Regions from separate parts of the Gossypium arboreum genome. Here all the other regions are linked to region 3. The links are chromatin contacts, called in public Hi-C maps. All regions are on one chromosome and are shown on one strand. Each heading gives the region's core, a stretch centred on a gene start, on an enhancer-like site or on the middle of the called end of the contact. The rest is flanking DNA. Distances are from core to core; before and after follow the strand shown.

What was found. Hi-C and Micro-C count contacts between places; a contact is called where the count stands out from the background.
Region 1: a contact with region 3 is called in a Hi-C map of leaf, with 2.9 times the contacts expected there. The contact joins the enhancer-like site here to the promoter of LOC108489097 in region 3. A contact is called at or near these places in 2 of 5 Hi-C or Micro-C datasets (both in leaf).
Region 2: a contact with region 3 is called in a Hi-C map of leaf, with 2.2 times the contacts expected there. The contact joins the promoter of LOC108486906 here to the promoter of LOC108489097 in region 3.

Annotation. Positions count from the first base shown.
Region 1 is chr10:36,314,035-36,318,154 of ASM2569848v2, forward strand. It overlaps the pseudogene LOC108486905. Among protein-coding and RNA genes, the nearest start is that of LOC108486907, 49 kb to the left of the region's middle. Within about 2 kb of position 1,322, at least 2 of the 2 cell types and tissues checked have an H3K27ac peak or open chromatin away from gene starts, as enhancers often do. A contact at or near this core is called in leaf, where this site is marked.
Region 2 is chr10:36,259,037-36,263,261 of ASM2569848v2, forward strand. It overlaps LOC108486906 (endochitinase EP3-like), which reads left to right and starts at 2,020. Exons shown (of 2, transcript XM_017791069.2): 1 at 2,020-2,503; 2 at 2,598-3,179. The coding sequence starts at 2,086. The coding sequence ends at 3,001.
Region 3 is chr10:36,478,965-36,483,443 of ASM2569848v2, forward strand. LOC108489097 (transcription initiation factor TFIID subunit 1) reads left to right here and starts at 2,372. Exons shown (of 21, transcript XM_017793376.2): 1 at 2,372-2,683; 2 at 2,773-2,891; 3 at 3,961-4,023; 4 at 4,211-4,256. The coding sequence starts at 2,662.

The DNA.
Region 1 (4,120 bases), core at 72-2,571, 170 kb before region 3:
ATTTATACTTTATTTAAATTCTTAAGTGTATTACTATTACGAGTTATTTAAACACCAACTCAATTGAAAATTAACTAAAATATCCTTTAAAAGTAACAAATATTATTATTAAATTATTTTCATTTTATATAAAACCTTATAAAACAATTTAAACCTATAATAAATATGTCAATGATGGACTTCAACCTAGAATATTAAGATTTTCAATGTTTCAATTTTGCTATTCCAACCAATAATTAATTTAGTTTTTATATAAATTTTTTATAAATATATTTATATAATATTTTTCAGGTTAATGTAATTTAATAGAACTATATTTATGATGTAGACATGCATCAAATATCAATTTTATCAAAGTGGAAGTTTCCTCGTAAACAAGTCGCACCAGGCTATGGTAGAAAAGTCCAATAACTTTGATCACATAGACCCCTAGTCAGTACGATATTGGAAAACATTACCCTATAAATATCTCCACTGCCTCAATCCCTCTGCTCACATCAAACTTCCCTCTCATCCTTTGAAAATGAAGTCCTTAGCTATGGGAAAAAAGCTACTAACATCTGTTCTCGTAGGACTAGTAGTTGCTTCAGCTATAACCCAAACCGTGTTGGCTCAAAACTGTGGTTGTGCGCCAAACTTGTGTTGCAGTCAACATGGTTATTGCGGTCAGGGTAACGATTACTGTGGCACTGGTTGCAAAGAAGGCCCTTGTTTCTCCAAGTCTTCCACTGGTGCTTCAGTTGCCTCCATTATTTCACCTCAGTTCTTCAACGGGATAATCAGCCAAGCTCGTGCAGATTGTGCAGGCAAGAAATTCTATACACGATAAACTTTCCTGACTGCACTTGATTCCTTTCCCGATTTTGGAAAAATGGGTTCTGATGTTGAATCCAAGCGTGAGATTGCTGCTTTCTTTGCCCATGCCACCCATGAGACTGAATGTAAAGCTCTTTTTCCTTTGAAGTGAACTAAACCACAGATTCAAAGCCAATTATATAGTCCTAAATCTGCTGTATTTGTATATATTCCTATTTTTGCAGTCTTTTGCCATACAGAAGAACAGGATAAAAGTGATAGCCACTGTGACACCACCAAGCCAGAGTTCCCATGTGCACCAGGGAAGTCCTACTATGGTCGAGGACCGCTCCAGCTTTGATGGAATTATAACTACGGGAAAGCAGGGAATGCTTTGACGCTGGACTTATTGAAAAATCCTGAAATGGTGGCCAATGATCCTGTTGTCTCATTTAAGGGTTCATTATGGTACTGGATGGCCGCTGTCCGCCCCGTCATCGGCCGAGGGTTCGGAGAAACCATCAAAGCCATCAATGGCAGGGTTGAATGTGGTGTTACAGCTGCAAAAGACAGAGCTCAGCATCGAATTCAGTTTTACACCGATTATTGTAAACGATTTGGGGTTGATCCAGGACCCAATGTGTCTTGTTAGAGTTTCAGCGATGTTTTCAGCTGTTTTTCTAGCAGTATAATACGAAAAAGTAGGGGCTTGAAGGCTACTGATGCTGTTGAGTAGCTTATGATTTTCCCAGACCTGCTATAGAATAAAATAAAGGGAAATATGCGTCCTTTTTTCTTAATATAGACAAACAATTTTCTTTTTACTTGATAGATGGATAAGGCTTTTAAGTTAATAAGTGGTTTAGTTAAAGTAAGGTGGACCATCATTTTTCTTACTCCCTCCTAATTTTGGGTTGCCCTTCATTCATAATTTTTAGTGTTCTCTCATAAGCCTTGCCATTAAATTTTCTGCTATGCTTTCGTACTATTTTCTCGTAATTTTTGGAATGCTATTAAAATTTCTAGTATGCTTTCAAAATAAAATTTTGAATTATATCAGACAAATATTTCGCATACTAATAACATTTAAAATTTTAAAAATAATAAAACAAAATTTATTAGACCAACCAATATTTAGTAGTCTCTTATCATTTTTTTTTATATTCCCCACCAAGGAAAAACAAAAAGTTTCTTCTTACTAAATTTGTTTCAGTTATTTAATTTTTAATATTTTAAAAAATTATCCTCAAATATTTTTTCCTTACAAAATTTAGCATGAAAAATAATAATTTAAAAGTTATTAAATTTTTTCGTTACATAATCCTATTTAAATTTCTTAATATTTAAAATTAATATTTTATACTCCAAAATTATATCTCAACCAAATCATCATTTCAAAAATATATAAAACATTTTGAGGATATATTAAAAAATGAAAAAGAATACCAAAAAATTGAGAGAATATAAAATTAAAAGAAAGTACAAAATAACATAAGGAGCCACAAAACTTATGAGGTAATACTAGAAAATTTGAGAAAGTACCAAAAAGAACTTGAACAACCAAAAAAGAAAATACGTGACGGAAGAAGTACTAAAAATTATGAAGAAACACCATGAGAAATTACAAAAAGAAATATAAGGAAGCACCAAAAAATCTATGTATAAAAAAATTAAGTGAGAACACCAAACAAACATGAAACAGTAGGAACTACCAAAAATAATGAGAAAATAACAAAAAAATCTAAGTACAAAAAATTTTGAGGAAGTACTATTATGAGAGAATACCAAATAACACGAGAGGATACCAATTTTTGTTTGTCTCAAAACTTTTTCATTTATTTAATTTTTAGTATTTTTAAAAATTATCATAAAATATGAATTTTTAGTACCAATTTTAGTATTAAAAATTATAATTTCACAGTTACAATTTTTTTCTTTATAACATCTCATTGAAATTTCTTAATATTTAAAAATAATATTTTTATTTACTTTAAAATTATATATCGTATCAAACTTTCCTTTCAAACAATATAAAAATTATGATAGAGTGCAAAAAAATACAAAGAAGTATCAAAATTTATGAGCGAATACAAAAAAAATGAGGAAGTCCCAAAAGTTATGAGGATGTAAATATATGAGGATGCATAAAAATATGAGGGAATACAAAAAAATATTAGAAAGTACCAACAATTATGAGAGAATACCATAAAACTTGAGGAAGTGTAAAAAAAAAAAATGAGTATGTACCGATAATATGATGACGTAAAAATATGATGATGTACCAAAAATATGAGAGAATGCCAAAAAAAACATGAGGGGATACTAAAAATATGATGAAGTACTAAATATTATAAGAGAATACCATAAAACTTGAGGAAATACCAAAAAAAATGAGAAAGTACAAAAAATTATGAGAGTGTAACACCCCAATCCCAACCTAGTCATTATGGCCGAATCTGGTGGAGTTACATCAACTCATTTGAAAAACTAATTCAAAATCTAGCTTAAAAATCGTGTAATCTAAAATCTTAATTTAGCTAAGCTCATGCGCAGAACTTATTCGTTTCACAAAAAAAATCTTAATTTGATCATGTTTAAATTTTTTTTTCAATGAGTGTTTCGAAAATATAAGTGTGGCAAAACCTCTTACATATTTTACTTACAGTAAAATCACCTAATGATTTATTTAGTTTCGCAATAGAAATTTTAGAGTTTTAATTTTAAAAACCGAATTTTAATTTGGTAAATTGTATGATTATGCAATTTCATGTTAAAATACCACAAACCGACAATCAAGCAAAAACTAAATCAAAGCCCAAAAATGAATTACAATCCCAGAAGTCCAAGAATATTACTAATTGTAAATCACTGTATTTAATTAATTGAGAAAACAATCCAAACTCCCACACGTCGTCCGGTCTTAAGTCGGAAGATTACCTGAAACATATTAAACAAACGAGTGAGTTAGAAGCCCAATGTGACACTCGACCCACAAACAGAATTTTTACTTATAACATACACAAATGTAAATACCAGCACAAAATTTTACTTATAGTGTACACATTACCAGAAACATATGTCAAATCAAAATGTCATATTTCTAGAAACATATACTAGATTAAAATGTCATATTTTCAGAAACATATACCATATCAAAATGTCATAACATATCAGAACAAATCTTACCCCCATCCGTTACACGCCATCTCCGTTCAACTAATCACACCAAATAGGACTACAAGAGTCCATCCATCAAAACAATAGGTTGTGGTGGTATGCCACTAATAATGGTGCAGTTGAGCTGCCAAATAGATATTGTGGTTTA
Region 2 (4,225 bases), core at 770-3,269, 220 kb before region 3:
TTAATTAAGCTTCATTAACTTGTTTAATCATGATTAATTTACAAAACTAATATATATATTCGTAATTGCAATTATAGAAACTAAGTGGATGTCATCATCAAGTCCCACAATTACATAAGAAATAATGGTTTAATAACCATTTTGGTCCTTTGCATAATCGCTAATTAGGTCCTCAAGCATTTTCTAAATTAAAATTCAATAGCAATTGGATTTTTACATTTTAGTCATTGAGCTTTAATTAACAGTTTTCTAGGTTAAATTACTTAACTAATCTTCAATATATTTTCATAATAGCTCCGCAAATACTCTCATTTTACCTTTATGGACTCAATTTACGAAAATGAGGTTCCAATTTTTCGACACCATAGGTTCTTATCATATCTACCCATTTTGATACAATGCCTAAACTACTCGTAACCCCTCCCCAAACCTTAAATAGGAAGATAATGCGCTTCAGCACACTCGAATCCACGTCCTCCTACATTGGAAACAATGCCGATACCAATCGAGCTAAGACTCAATCAACGACACTTCATTATTAAGTAAACTTAAAAATTTATATATCCTTAAAATTTTTTTTTTGTTTCACTTATTATAGAATTTTGAAATTCTGTAGAAATTTCAAATTAAGATATTTTAAAATGTACTATTTTAAAATGTTAATATTTGTGATTATTTTGTTTGAATAAATTATTTTAGAAAAAATTAAACTATTAAAAATTTATGAGTTAAAAAAAGAGTAAAATAATAATAATTATATTAAAAATAAATAATATTGTTGAGGTTCTCTCATGTTCTCCCTCTCTTGGAAGTAACTCTTTCATATTTATAAGGCATGGTCCACTTATGTGACGTGTTAGGAGATCGCTAGGTGCCAAGCGCATGACACGTTCACCCTGTAGCTCAACACGTACTTCGAAACGCGTCTATTCCAGTGAGGTGGTTAGATGATCACACTTTGCATGATGTTTGTGATGGGTGGCTTGTGACCTCGCGAGGTGGAGAGGCAAGATGACAACAACAAAATGGCTAAATGGTAACGCCTTGGTGAGGACATCTTCACAAGATGGTGAGGCACTTTGATGGCCTACGAGGTGGGCTCACGAGATAGTACGAGGTGGCAAAGATTGCCTTGCGAAGCGAGAAGGCAACTACTAGCTTGCGAGAGCTCACGAAGTGGCGATGGACGCAAGATGGGCCTCGCGAAGTGACGATGGACTTGCAAGATGGCAAGGCACCATGGCTGGCTCGCGAGATGGGTCGGGCTTCATGTGATTGGGTCGAATTTCGGGTTTCTGAAATATTCTATAACAAATTTTTTTTTGAAAAAAGCAATGCAAAATTATTGTATTTATGAAAATATATAAGTATTTAAATAATATAAATAAGAAAACATATATTAAAATGAAATAAAATAATATTTTGAAGTTTGACTTTTTTTATTTTGTATGGGTATATAAATGAAATAAAATTTTAACAAATTCTGAAAAATAGGACCTTTTGAAAAATTTTATAAAATTTTGAAAATTTCTAGTAATTTTATTCAAATAAGTTAATTTATTTTGGAAATTTTAAAACATTAAAAAATGAAATTTCTTGTTTAAATTTATCAATTTTACTATTTCAACCGATGGCTGATTTATTTTTATAAATATATATATATATATATATATATATATATATATATATATATATATATAAATTTTTCACTTACATTCTAAGTTAGGATAATTTAATAGAGCTATAATTTAATAGAGGATAATTTAATAGAGCTATAATTTAATAGAGCTATATTTATGATGTAGATATGCATCAAATATAAATTTTATTTAAAAGAATAAAAATAATAGATAAAAATAATGTTAAAACAAACAAACAAAACCCAGACTCAATCCAATTTCATAACAATCTTATCAAAGTGGAAGCTTCCTCCTAAACACGTCGCACCAGGCTATGGTAGAAAAGTCCAATAACTTAGGTCACATAGACCCGTAGTCAATACGATATTGGAAAACATTACCCTATAAATATCTCCACTGCCTCAATCCCTCTGCTCACATCAAACTTCCCTCTCATCCTTGGGAAATGGAGTCCTTAGCTATGGGAAAAAAGCTACTAACATCTGTTCTCGTAGGACTAGTAGTTGCTTCAGCTATTACCCAAACCGTGTTGGCTCAAAACTGTGGCTGTGCGCCAAACTTGTGTTGCAGTCAACATGGTTATTGCGGTCAGGGTAACGATTACTGTGGCACTGGTTGCAAAGAAGGCCCTTGTTTCTCCAAGTCTCCCACTGGTGCTTCAGTTGCCTCCATTGTTTCACCTCAGTTCTTCAACGGGATAATCAACCAAGCTCGTGCGGATTGTGCAGGCAAGAAATTCTATACACGACAAGCTTTCCTGACTGCACTTGATTCCTTTCCCGATTTCGGAAAATTGGGTTCTGATGTTGAATCCAAGCGTGAGATTGCTGCATTCTTCGCCCATGCCACCCATGAGACTGAATGTAAAGCTCTTTTTCCTTTGAACTAAACCACGGATTCGAAGCTCATTATATAGTCTTAAATCTGATGTCTTTGCATATATTCCTATATTTGCAGTCTTTTGCTATACAGAAGAGCAGGATAAAAGTAATAGCTACTGTGAAGCCAATCCAAAGTTCCCATGTGCACCAGGGAAGTCCTACCACGGTCGAGGACCGCTTCAGCTTACAGGGAATACTAACTACGGGAACGCAGGGAATGCTTTGAAGCTGGACTTATTGAAAAATCCTGAAATGGTGGCCAATGATCCTGTTGTCTCATTTAAGGGTTCATTATGGTACTGGATGACCGCTGTCCGCCCCGTCATCGGCCAAGGGTTCGGAGCAACCATCAAAGCCATCAATGGCAGGCTTGAATGTGGTGTTCCAGCTGCACAAGACAAAGTTCAGCGTCGAATTCGGTTTTACACCGATTATTGTAAACAATTGGGGGTTGATCCTGGACCCAGTCTGTCTTGTTAGAGTTTTAGCGATATTTTCAGCTGTTTTTCAAGCAGTATAATATGAACAATTAGGGGATTAAAGGCTACTGATGCTGTTGAGTAGCATTTGGTTTTCCCAGAATAAATTTACTGTAGGGTTCCATTTTAAGAGACCTGCTATAGAATAAAATAAAGGGAAATTTATGTGTTTTTTTATACATTTGCCCTACTATGCGTCCTTTTTTCTTAATATACTTAAATTAAATATAAATAATATAGCAATGTAATAAAATCGACAAACAATTTTCTTTTACTTGATAGATAGATAATGTTTCTAAGTTAATAATTGGTTTAGTTAAAGTAAAATTTCAACACGCATTTAGTAATTAGATCTGGGGCCGCTTTATATGGGTTTTTATTTTCATTGCAGTAAATTTAGTTTTTTAGGTCTACAATATTATTATAATATTTAATTTTATTGTTATCGTTACTTTTACAATTTATTATAGATAAATATACTGCCCATCTGAAAGGACTCTTGAAAAGTTATACAAATAACTCATTACAGCTTTTCATAAGTTTTCTTGTATTTGTAAATGAATTACCTTAAAAAATATGAAAAACAAATTCCATCATTTTTATATTCTCTCATATTTTTGTTATTTATTCATAATTTCTAACATAATTTTTAATAATTATTAATAATCCCTCATAATTTTAGTATTTTCCCATAATTTTAGTATTTTCTCGTAAGCCATGCCATTAGAATTTTTAGTATGCTTTCAAAATAAAATGTTGACTTGAAAAATCAATTTTGATATAAAAGAAATATTTTTGCATAATAATAAAATTTGTTTTATATATACTATAAAATAAAAATTAAAAAATAAAGTAAATTTTATAAGAAGAATCAATATTTGGTAGTCTCTTATAATTTTGGTACTTCATCATATTTTTGATACTCACATCATATTTTTTAATATTCTCTCGTGTTTTTAGTACTCCAATAATTATGAGGAAAAACCCAAAAATAAAAGATTCACCAAAAAAAAACATTACGAACTACCAAAAATACAAGGGAATATTATAGGATACCAAATTTGATTCGTCTTACTAAATATGTTTCATTTATTTAATTTTACTTTTTAAAAAAATTATCATGAAATATATTTTCCCTTACAAAATTTAGCATGAAAATAATAATTTAAAAGTTACCAAAATTTTCTTTACATCATCCTATTAAAATTTCTTAATATTTAACTTT
Region 3 (4,479 bases), core at 1,122-3,621:
AATCACATCAAAACAAGTTGAAAAACACTTTGAAATAGTAATTTCATTCAAAATATCAGATTTCACCATTAACAACCCCAATTTCGGCTAACAGGGAAAGTTCTAGATTCAATTGATTAAAACTTGATTTAAAAGACTGGACTACATCAAAAACTATTAGGAAAGTGAGACATTACCTTGATTGAGGGGGAAACGAATGTTTGATTGAAAATTCAAAAAAACTCACTGGAAAGATCAATGAATTTAATAGTGTTCCTGGTCTGTGTTTTTTTTTAATTCAAAGGGGTTTTAAGGTTTGAAGGATGATAGAAAACAAGAGATTGGAGTAATGAAAATAAAAAATTGAAGGATGAAGTTTAGGAAGTTTTCTCTCTAATGGACAGAGAAAATGGGACAATATTCTTTTTAAAATTTAAAGCCTGTTTCACACTATTTTCATAAATTGGTTTAAATTTTTTAGAGCCATAGATGAAAATATTTTCGAGTTATCACATTCTAAATTTTCGAACTGATTTCGTGCTACAATTCCAAAATTACCCTCGAAACTTCTAGACCCAATTTTGAGATGTGAGACTAACATCATAATTTAACCTAAATATAAATATATAAACAAAGTAAAAAGTAAGCGTATTATATATGAATAATTATTTGATACATCGCCAGTAGAGATTTTTGAACTCCACAAGCGGATTGAGGGTGTGACAAGTGTCATATTTATTTATATAATTAATTTTTTATTTTTTATTATTACATCATATAATACGCTTCTCAAACCCTCAACTCACTTGTGGAATTTCAAAAACTCCATTGATGGTATATCAAATATTTTTCATTATATAAGGGGTGATATTTGGTACACTAGCAATGTATTTTTTTTCTTTTATAAGTAGTTTTAAAAAATTGCCACGTGTCTTTTGTAAAAATATATTTTACTATACCCTTAAAGGACACTTGTCAATCCCGACCTTTACTTGTGGAGTCTAAAAACTTTCTTGACAAATGTACTAAATATTATTCATATATATAATAATTTTTTTATGTTACAAAGATTTTCTTTTGAAATTTATTCGATATTAAATATAGGTAGAGCAATAATGAACTTGTACTGTAATACTATTGAATATGTGTTTGATCCTTAGATTTATAGTTTTAAATTATTTTATTTAAATACGATATAAAATATGAAAAGATAAAAATATCATAATAATAAATTAATTATAGTTTAAAAGAAAAAATACTTCTATAATTTTATAATTAAGTTGACGACTCAATTAATAATAATATCGATACAATAAAGTGTTTAAATATAAGTATTAAATTAAAATTATTATATATATATATATATATGAAAAATAATGTCACAAATTAAATAAAATTTATATCAAAGGGTGAAGAAAAAGGATTTGTGCATTCAAAATTTCATCGAGAAGGCTTATGAAATCGATTTAAAGGTTTAAATTATCTTATTAGAGGTAATTCACCATCCAAAAGTTTAACTTACATGCAACTTAAGTAAAGTATTACACTACTCAAATTCAATTCGTTTAATAATTCAAACTCATCCTCAAATCAATAATAATAATAAATCTATTATTTTTGAAATAAATATGATTAGTTAAAAATTTAGTCAAGGACGAAGTTAGAAAATTTATCAAGAAATAACCGAAAATAATGTATAATTTTATAAGAATTAAAATATAATTTCACTATTTAATATATTTTATCTTTATATGAGCTAAAATTTTATTATTTTACAGAGAAAAATATAAAATTACCATGTACTATTTTAAAATTTTATAAATTTCAAAAAGTAAACCATTTTAGGGAGGATAAACCCTACCTACGTTTCTGCTACCGCCCTTCATTTCAAGGTAAGCAAGAAATAAAAACCAATTCGAGCCATCACATTATTTGGAATATAAATTTAAAATTACGGTTGCTAAAATTAATTTAATTTAATTTTTATTTAATTAGTATGATGTGAAAATGATGATTCTATATTAAAATTAACTTAAAAGTGTTATATAAAATTATTTTTTGAAATATAATATATAAGAGTTATGATTAATTTTTATTTACTTGAATTTTAAGAAATATTTATAATTTATTTTAAAAATTTTACAAAACAATATTTAAAAACTATAAAATAAAGATAATATTATTAAAATAAACTCCAAAACCTAAAATTAAAACCGAAATGAATTATGAAGATAGTAAAAAAAAACTCCGAGGAATCAAATTGGGCCGTAAAACAGTTAAAAAGGCTAAAAAATCTCAAGTCGGACCGGATATTAGACACGTGGGTAATTGGCCCATTTACGTTAAGATTCTAAAAATCGAACTCGACGACAGCTCCTCTATATATACCCCTGGCCTCTGCAACCAAATTTCAGTTTAATTTGTCGCTCGTTTTCCAGCACTTAAATAAAATTTTCACAATTTTTTTATAAAAATTCAGATAAATGTATATTTTTTAATTTTAATTTTTTTCTGTTAATTTCCCTCTTTTATTAACCATCAAACCGAAATTTTGTTCTTTCCTCTAATTCTTTTCTCTCTCAGTTCAATCCCCAAAGCCCTTAAAGAACTTCATGGGTTTAGGTTAGGTTAAATTGTTCTGGGTTTTCTTCAGTTTTCTTCGATTTGCAGAAATAAAGAAATATGGGTCACTCTAGCTTCCCAGGTCTTCAATTTCACATATTTTTTCACTTTCATTTCCTTTACTTTGGATTGAATTGTAAAGCCCCATTTGTTTTTTATTCTTTTGAGCAGATGAAGATGACGATGAAGAAGAATACGAGGAGGAAGCTGGTGGGAGTAATCGGCTTCTGGGTTTTATGTTTGGAAATGTCGATAACTCCGGTGATCTTGATGCTGATTATCTTGATGACGTAAGTTTTCTTTTATAATTTGATCCCCTTTTCTTCTCGGAGCTTAAATTGTTGGCAATTTATGCGTTTATGAAGCCTTTAAAGTTCGTTCTTTGCTTACTTTGTATGTTAAGTAGTATGTGGAATCCCAAGTTCTTGATGGGTTTGGAATGTGCAACACTTCGCCTTTTTGGTGGAGCTGGGTTTGGATGAGGGCATAGGATAAAATGAAGCTGATGTGAGGAAGGAGAGTGCAACAGTTTGCCTTTTATGCTTCTTTTTGTTTTTGCTGGAGAAGTAAATGTACTTATTTTAGTGTTTAAGGAGCAATTAGGATTTAGGCTTATATTAATTTGGATTTTGCACCTGAAGAGTGGTGGAACGGAAGCATCTTGATGCTGCAGTGAACTATTTCTAATTGAGTTTAGAATGAAGTGCATGGTGTGCAAAAGTTCATTTGATTTGATGAATCGCTAAATGTAATTTAAATACAGAGAATAACCATGTTTTTTATAAACTCGCTTGTTCTGCAAATTCCTGTCAAAATCAACTCCATTAAATATGAATCAAGTTAATGAAACTCTTACAAGTTTGGAGAAATAAACTCGCCAATCTCATCTAGTTCAATTACAAGACTCAAGCCATGTAAAATAAAGGCCATAGAAAAGAATGTTCTGTAACTAAATTAGGATAAAATTCAGACTAGTGAACCCAAGCAAATTAGTCGAAAGCACTAATGATACTGACACATCATTTAACATTTAAACTAACAAAAAAAAAAAAACTTGTGGCACTGGATTATATATGGGAATTATAAATGATGTAATAATTATTTGAGGTTAGCTTCCTTTGGATCTGAAGGACTTTGTCTCTGTTAAAGGACCCACGATTTCGCTTCATACTTCTTAGCTCTTCCTGAACCTGATAAACCTTGCAAGAGATAACATGCTAATTCGGCTTGCACTGTCTATTTAAGCTGTTAGTTTGATGTTTGGCTGAGGATTTTCATTTTCGTACTGTTTTTTCCCCTGTTAAGTATCTTTTTCTTCTTAGCAGCTTCATTACAGATAACAAACTTTATTTCTTCCAGGATGCAAAGGAACATCTCGCTGCGGTAGCAGACAAGCTGGGTCCATCTCTTACAGATATAGATGTATGTTGTTCTATTATGGGTTATCTCTTCCCCCTAAGAATCTATGATTCATAATAAATAAATAAATAAATCTAATGCAGGCTATAATAAATAAATAAATAAATCTAATGCAGGCTATCTTCTATAGTGTTTCATTATTATTTTTAAGTGAGGGCTTGTTTTGCTAATGACACTGTTTGATTGTCAGTTGTCAGAAAAATCACCGCACACTCCAGCTGATGCCGCTGACCAAGGTGATGTTGTATGGCTGGGAAATCTATCTCATGCATTTTTGATGTTCTGTTAATTTGTTTGTTTCTTCAACTTGTTGACCATGCTTTATTTATGCTGGCTCCGTATGAATAATCTTTAAGATGCTTTATGGGAACTTCTCTGCCTGTTGACTGAAGTTAGTGTTTGGTGATAAAAAGCCCACTTGATACTTGATGGAGCTGTTTTCCTGGTCTTGAGTCTACT